2 separate regions of the Delphinus delphis genome follow, and region 1 is linked to region 2. Evidence: chromatin contacts called from public Hi-C data. All regions are on one chromosome and are shown on one strand. Each heading gives the region's core, a stretch centred on a gene start, on an enhancer-like site or on the middle of the called end of the contact. The rest is flanking DNA. Distances are from core to core; before and after follow the strand shown.

Evidence for each region. A called contact is a pair of places that touch in the nucleus more often than the background predicts.
Region 1: a contact with region 2 is called in a Hi-C map of lung, with 2.8 times the contacts expected there. The contact joins the promoter of FXN here to the promoter of ENTREP1 in region 2. A contact is called at or near these places in 2 of 3 Hi-C or Micro-C datasets (lung and muscle).

The regions. Positions count from the first base shown.
Region 1 is chr6:50,155,890-50,159,188 of mDelDel1.2, reverse strand. It overlaps FXN (frataxin), which reads left to right and starts at 1,556. Exons shown (of 5, transcript XM_060014649.1): 1 at 1,556-1,753. The coding sequence starts at 1,586.
Region 2 is chr6:49,919,573-49,922,637 of mDelDel1.2, reverse strand. It overlaps ENTREP1 (endosomal transmembrane epsin interactor 1), which reads left to right and starts at 1,727. Exons shown (of 11, transcript XM_060013429.1): 1 at 1,727-2,143. The coding sequence starts at 1,727.

The DNA of each region.
Region 1 (3,299 bases), core at 307-2,806, 240 kb before region 2:
TGTGGGTGTCCTTCCTGTTCATAGCAGGATGTCTAACAGCATCCCTGGGCTCTACCTACTAGATGCCAGTAGGGCACACACCCTACCCCGGCCTAGTTGTGACAATCAAAAGTATCTCCAGGGCTTCCCTGGTGGCACAGTGGTTAAGAATCCGCCTGCCAATGCAGGGGACACGCGTTCGAGCCCTGGTCCGGGAAGATCCCACCTGCTGTGGAGCAACTAAGCCCGTGTGCCACAACTACTGAGCCTGCCCTCTGGAGCCCGCGAGCCACAACTGCTGAGGCCCGCGTGCCTAAAGCCCGTGCTCCACAAGAGAAGCCACTGCAATGAGAAGCCCGCGCACCGCAACGAAGAGTAGCCCCTGCTCACCGCAACTAGAGAAAGCCCATGCCCAGCAACGAAGACCCAACACAGTCAAAAATAAATAAATTAATAAAATTTATATTAAAAAAAACAGTATCTCCAGACACTTTACAAGGGGGAAATGGTTTCTCCATGCCTAACATCTACATAACAGGCGCTCAATAAAGTGCTGCTTAGAATTACCTGAATGCAGGAAAATGTCTCCCAACCAAAAGAATGAACTGTCAGAGAGCCAGTCAGATCCCACCTCCTTTACCCTGTTTTTCAAGGCCCTGTACAAATGCCCCTTCCTCCATGAAGACTTCCCTGACTGCCCCCACCCCTAGTTGTATATACTCTCCCATGCAACACTGACACCCATTTAACACTCGTCATTGTCCTAAGTATTTATACGTGTGTCTTATCTACTCTATTCACAAAGTACCAAGGTGGCTTTGGTAGAATTTTAACTTTCTATCTCCTCTTCTCACTATCTTACCCATAAAGATGATATTCTCTAGTACACATATTTGACATTTTCTAAAGCGTATTAAAATACGAAAGAACTTTCACAGTTCGTATTCCTTTGCACTACACTACCTAAGTAAAATTTTATTTTAAAATGTATTAACAACTTAGTATTTATTGTGGACTTAATAGGATCCAGGGCCTGTCCAAGAAAACTTCACATAGATTAACTCATTTTATCCTTATAACAACCCTGTTAAGTAGAAACTTGTATACCCCATTTTACAGATGAGGCACAGAGAGGTTAATTAACTTGCCCACTGGCCACACAGGTAGGAAGTGGGCAGGGGACATATTTAAATCAGGCAGTCAGTCTCCTGTCCGCAATCTCCTAACTGCTGTAACCTATACTGGCGGCCAAGCAGCTTCAGGACCCCCACCCGTTCACAGCAAAACTGCAGCTCCCAAAGCCTTTTGTATAGAATTCGTCAGCAGCGGGTCACTAAGCTGAAGTCTCTGGGGTCAGGGACCTTGGTTACGCATTCACTATGTTGCCCAAGGGGTAATCCCCCTGCTTTGCACGAAACAGGTTCTCTATTTTTGTTAAATGCATAAATAGAGCAACGCATGGAAGTTCTTACTGAAGTCTACCTTCTGCTCGTTTCCCAAGCCTGCAGAAAAGGGAAGCTTGCGACTGCAGCTGCAACCCGTGACCACCAGGCGGCGCCCGGCGTCCCCGGAGCAGGAGGCGGAGCGGCCGCAGATCGGGAGGAGCATGTGGACGCTAGGGCGCCGAGCGGCTGCCAGCCTCTTGCCCCGCTCGGCGCCCCCGGGCTCTGCCCAGGCCCGCGCCGGGGCCCCGCGGCCAACGAAGGACTCCCGGCTCTACGGCTGCCGGGGCCTGCGCACCGGGACCGCCGCGGCCGGCACACCCAGCCAGCCCGTGAGTATCCGCACAGGCAGCCGCACGGGCCGCACGCCGGCGTAGCGAGGCCGCGCACGCCGGGCACGCGCACCCGCTCCAGCTCCCGCGGGGCCGCGCTCAGGCGGGGGAAGGGCGGCGGCGCCCGCCGTGCATTCCCCAGTCTCCGTTTCTCCCGGTTACAGTTGCACTGGCTTCCGCTTTCTGGTGAGAAGACAGAGATCTTATCATGCAGTGCAACTGCGGGAACCGCGCGGGCAAGGGCAGGGAAGGCGGGCGGGCATCGGCTCTTAGGGACCTGTGGTGGCTCTAAGCTTGTCAATTCTCTTTGCGATAACTTTAATAATATATGCCAGGTACTATAATATACATGGGCTTTTATGAACGAAACGCTTTCAGCGAGCGAGGTAAAGATGTCAAAGTTGTGGAGCACAGTAGCTAGAGCAGCAGGGCTTTTGGATCGGACCTGGGTTCCAAACTCTGGCCCCTGGACTCAGCAGAGCTCGGGGACGTCGGGGGATCCCAGAACCGCTCTGAGGCCTGTCTTCTTTTTCTCTGAAGGGGAGAGTACCCATTTTGCCGAGCTGGCATGCAGTTTAATTAACACATAAAGCCTTCAGCACTTAATTGCACTTATCTTCCCTCGCGCGGGGATACAAAGAAATACCTGACCCGGTTACTCCACGACTTGAAAGGAGGAAGCCCAAAGAAAGGCTGTGGGGTTGAGAAGGTTACACCGGAGGATGGAGGTGATGTTTAATCAGGGTCTGAAGACGGCAGGGGGTGGTGAGGGGCTCTCAGAGCAGAGAACGGCGTGGATAAAGGCCGGGAAAGTGGGCAACGATCAACTCTGAGTGGTTGGTCCGCTGGATGGATTGTGGATGGTGAAGGAGGCAGGTGAAATCCAACCCAAATTGTTCACGGAGCTCCGGAATTTGGACTTTAGGCCTACACCTCCTGTCGACGTGTGTTACTTGACCCTGTTTGAAGAAACACTGGGATTGGTTGTCAACACTCAAAGCTGGAATCACGGATTTTCCCCTCTTCTCAGGCAAACTAGGTAGTTATGGCCATGCTGGTCCCACGATCCCCTTCTGCAGTTTATTACTCTGATCCTTCTGTGCTGCTCTCACCTGGAGCTGCCCTGACGTGCCTTTCCACGCCTGCCTGTGTCCTCAGCAGTTTTTAATTTAGGAGAGTGACAAGATATGGTGGTGTCTTTTGGACGGTACCTAGTGGCTGTTAAGGGCTGTTGATTCAGAGGCGCACCCGGGAGGTGGGCACTTGGCACATACTGGGATTTGGGCCACTGGGAAATGCTAGGTGGTTAACAACCTAGGCTACCCATTGGGCCCCTTTTTCCATAGTTAATCAGGTTGGTTTAACCTGTCTCTTCTGCAGTTCCCTTGCACATCTTCAGTACTTGTGGAGTTGGGTGGATGATAGTGGCAACTGGGATCACGATCCTGTTTCATTTTTTTAAGGCCTTAACTGTCCTCGGGTTGATCCCTTGGACTCCACGTGGGTCCTGATGACTTCTGACCCAAGATCGTTTGGGGAGTTCATT
Region 2 (3,065 bases), core at 478-2,977:
TTTAAGAATATGTACTGTAAAATGTTTTAAAGTGCATGAAACAACATACTTTAAATGTTTATTTTAAAAGACAGGTCCATTTTTTTCTCCAGGACTTGAAGTTTATTTTCAAGAGGAGTTTGTAAAAGAAGTCCTTGGTACTATTAATCACAGGTGCTTTATTTATTTTATTTTTTAACATTTTTATTGGAGTATAATTGCTTTACAATGTTGTGTTGGTTTCTGCTGTATAACAAAGTGAATCAGCTATATGTATACATATATCCCCATATCCCCTCCCTCTTGCATCTATCTCCCTACCACCCTCCCTATCTCACCCCTCTAGGTGGTCACAAAGCACCGAAATGATCTCCCTGTCACAGGTGCTTTAATTATTCAAAAAGTGTACATGTAAACACACATGCACATTGGCAGTGCATCACACTGCGGGCTGAAGTAAGTAATGACCAAAATAAATATAGCCTTTGCAAGCAGAGCATAAAAACGGATACACATTTCCTTTGGTTTATTGGACAGGAGGATATAAAATACCCTCACCTTACTGATAAAATGAGAAGCCTGTCTTACTGCAAAGCGACACTGCTCTGGTTCTTAACCTGGGGAAAAAAAAAACCTATTATGATCATTTTATGTATACGAACACTTTCAACACATAAGAATTCTTCCGAGGGAAGGGTAGACTATTAGGTAAAATCATTTTACAAAGGCGAGTCAGTTTTTTAAGCTCTGAATATATCTTATAAATTACCAAAAACAGATTATGTTTTTATTAGGCTGTTTCTTTGGAAGTTTGGGATTCTACATTCTACCAGGTGATGCCTAATACAGCTCATGAGTCAAGATGAGTCGGCCACAGAGTGTAACCCTTGCCACGTGCTCCGGGCCGCCCCCGCTTCTTTCTTTCTGGAGGCGGGATACTTCCAAGGTAACCTTGGGCTCCTGCTCGCTCCTACTCTGGTGCAGGGAAAGCACTCCCCCCCCCCCCACCGCCACGCCTCAACTTCCAGGCGGAGGGGCCGCAGCACAATGTCAGCGCCCGGAAGCCCCACGCGAACAGTGACTTGGCTCTGCGTTGTGCTTCCCCGAAGCCCTGAGCCTTAGACTTTTCCCATCAAGTCACCCACAGCTCCTCTTCCTGCCACCCTCCCTCCCCGGGGGAAAAAGTTTAAAGCCAGGCTCCCTTCGTATTAAAGGTTGCCAGAGTCGCTCTCTGGGCTAGACCTGAAGGGGCCGAGGGTCCACAGCGCTTCGGCGACGCTCCTGTCCCGCCCCAGCTTGGCGGGTGGGGACAGTCTCAGACCGTCGGCTGCCTGTACCTCCGCGCCCAGACTGCCGTTCCCTCCTAGCCCGAGGGACCAATTTTAAATATTGGGGCAGGGCACCTTTCCTGGAGACCGGGGAGCGAGCGTGGGTTCGGCCGGACCCCAAAGGGTGGCGGCGCTGCGCGGCGTGAGCGAAGAGCGCGCGTGGGTGTGCCCGGGTGGGAGTGGGGCGCACCCGGGCGGCCGGAGGCGGACCCGCCGGCTGGCAGGTGGGTGCGGCCGGCGGGAGTCGGGGCGGCGGCAGCGGCGGCGGCGGCAGCAGCAGCAGCAAGTGGTTGGGCCGTGCGTATTTCCTTCCCTCCCCCTGGGCCTCGGAGCCCGCCCTCTTGCCCAGTGCGCGGCGCCCGCGGCTCCGCTCCGCGTCCTCTTACCGCCGCCACCGGCCGCTCCTTCCCCGCCCGTCCATGTCCCTGCCCGTGGTGCTCCCGGGCTCCTGCTGCCCTGTGGCTGGGCTCTCGGGCGGGCCGCAGGCCGGGGGCCCGGGCGCCGCGGCGGCCGCCGCCCAGGAGCCGCCGCTGCCCCCGCTACGGCCGCGCTGGCCCCGGGCCGCGGTGCAGCCCCCGGCGCGGCCTCGCTGCGCGGCCACCGCCGCCGCCGCCGGGGTGCTGGCCCCGCCGCCCGCGCTCTCCTCCCGCCGGGCCGCCGCCGCCGCCGCCGCTGCGGCCCCGGGATCGGCGCTGCTGCCCGCTCGCCCGCTGTTGTCGCTCGGTCTGCTGCAGCTGATCCTGGGCTGCTGTATGGTGGCACTCAGCTTCGGGGCGCTGTCGCTGAGCAGCTCCCCGCAGGTGAAGAACTCGTGCCCGTTCTGGGCCGGCTCTTCGGTGAGTGCCGCGCGTGCCCCGCTCACTTCGGCAGGGCCCACCCGGGGAGCAGGGGGGCTCAGGCCGTTCGCCTCCACTGCCCCGTGATTGATCCTTCGGGAGCACAGCCCTTCAGGCCAGTTGAAGTTTTTGGAGGCGTTGAGGCTGGGGAAAAATAAAGGGGTAAGAGAGAGAGGAATTCTGGGGTGAATTGGGTTGCACCTGGACAGTGTCTATTCCTTGTAGGCTAAAGGGTTTTGTTGTTCCTGTCAAACTAATAGAATAAACCCGATTTCCGGCTCTTTGGGAGATTGGAAGGATGGGGGTGGGTGACAAAAAAGCGGGAAGAAAATGAATAAACTTCTTTCAGCTATTGAGTATTTACTTGCTGACAACGTCCGCACGGGGAGGGCAAGGATCTTGATCTGTTTTGTTCACTGATGTATCAACAGTGCCTGGCACATAGTAGGAGTATTTGTGGGATGGATGAAGTGACAGGTTGGCGCACGTCACTTGTTTTTATTCCGGACTAAGGCACAAGTAAATGTTAAGTGTCTGGTGTAGGCTAGCTCCACTGTATCTGGGGACGAGTTCAGGAGGTAATAACAGGGTGTGTGAACGCACCCACGTACTTGGTCATTAAAGGAGGGCCCTAAGCCCGCACTAGGTTCCTGGAGCCACGCAGACTGATGGGCAGAATTTAATTCTCCAGAACCCGAACCCATCGTGGATGAGCTTGCCGAAGTCCCAACTAGCCGGAGATGTCTGCCCCGCTCCGTTACAGGCCCTACCGGCCTGCCTCCTCGGACAGGAAGGCTGTTCTGGGGCAAAAGGCTGCTGCCCTCGAGCGTTTATGGAAACTGGTGGCTGCTCGTCCCTGCCTCCTAACGATTTCACAGCTTCCAAGGCATCCTGCGTCTTGAGGTTTGCTGAGGATTGAGAG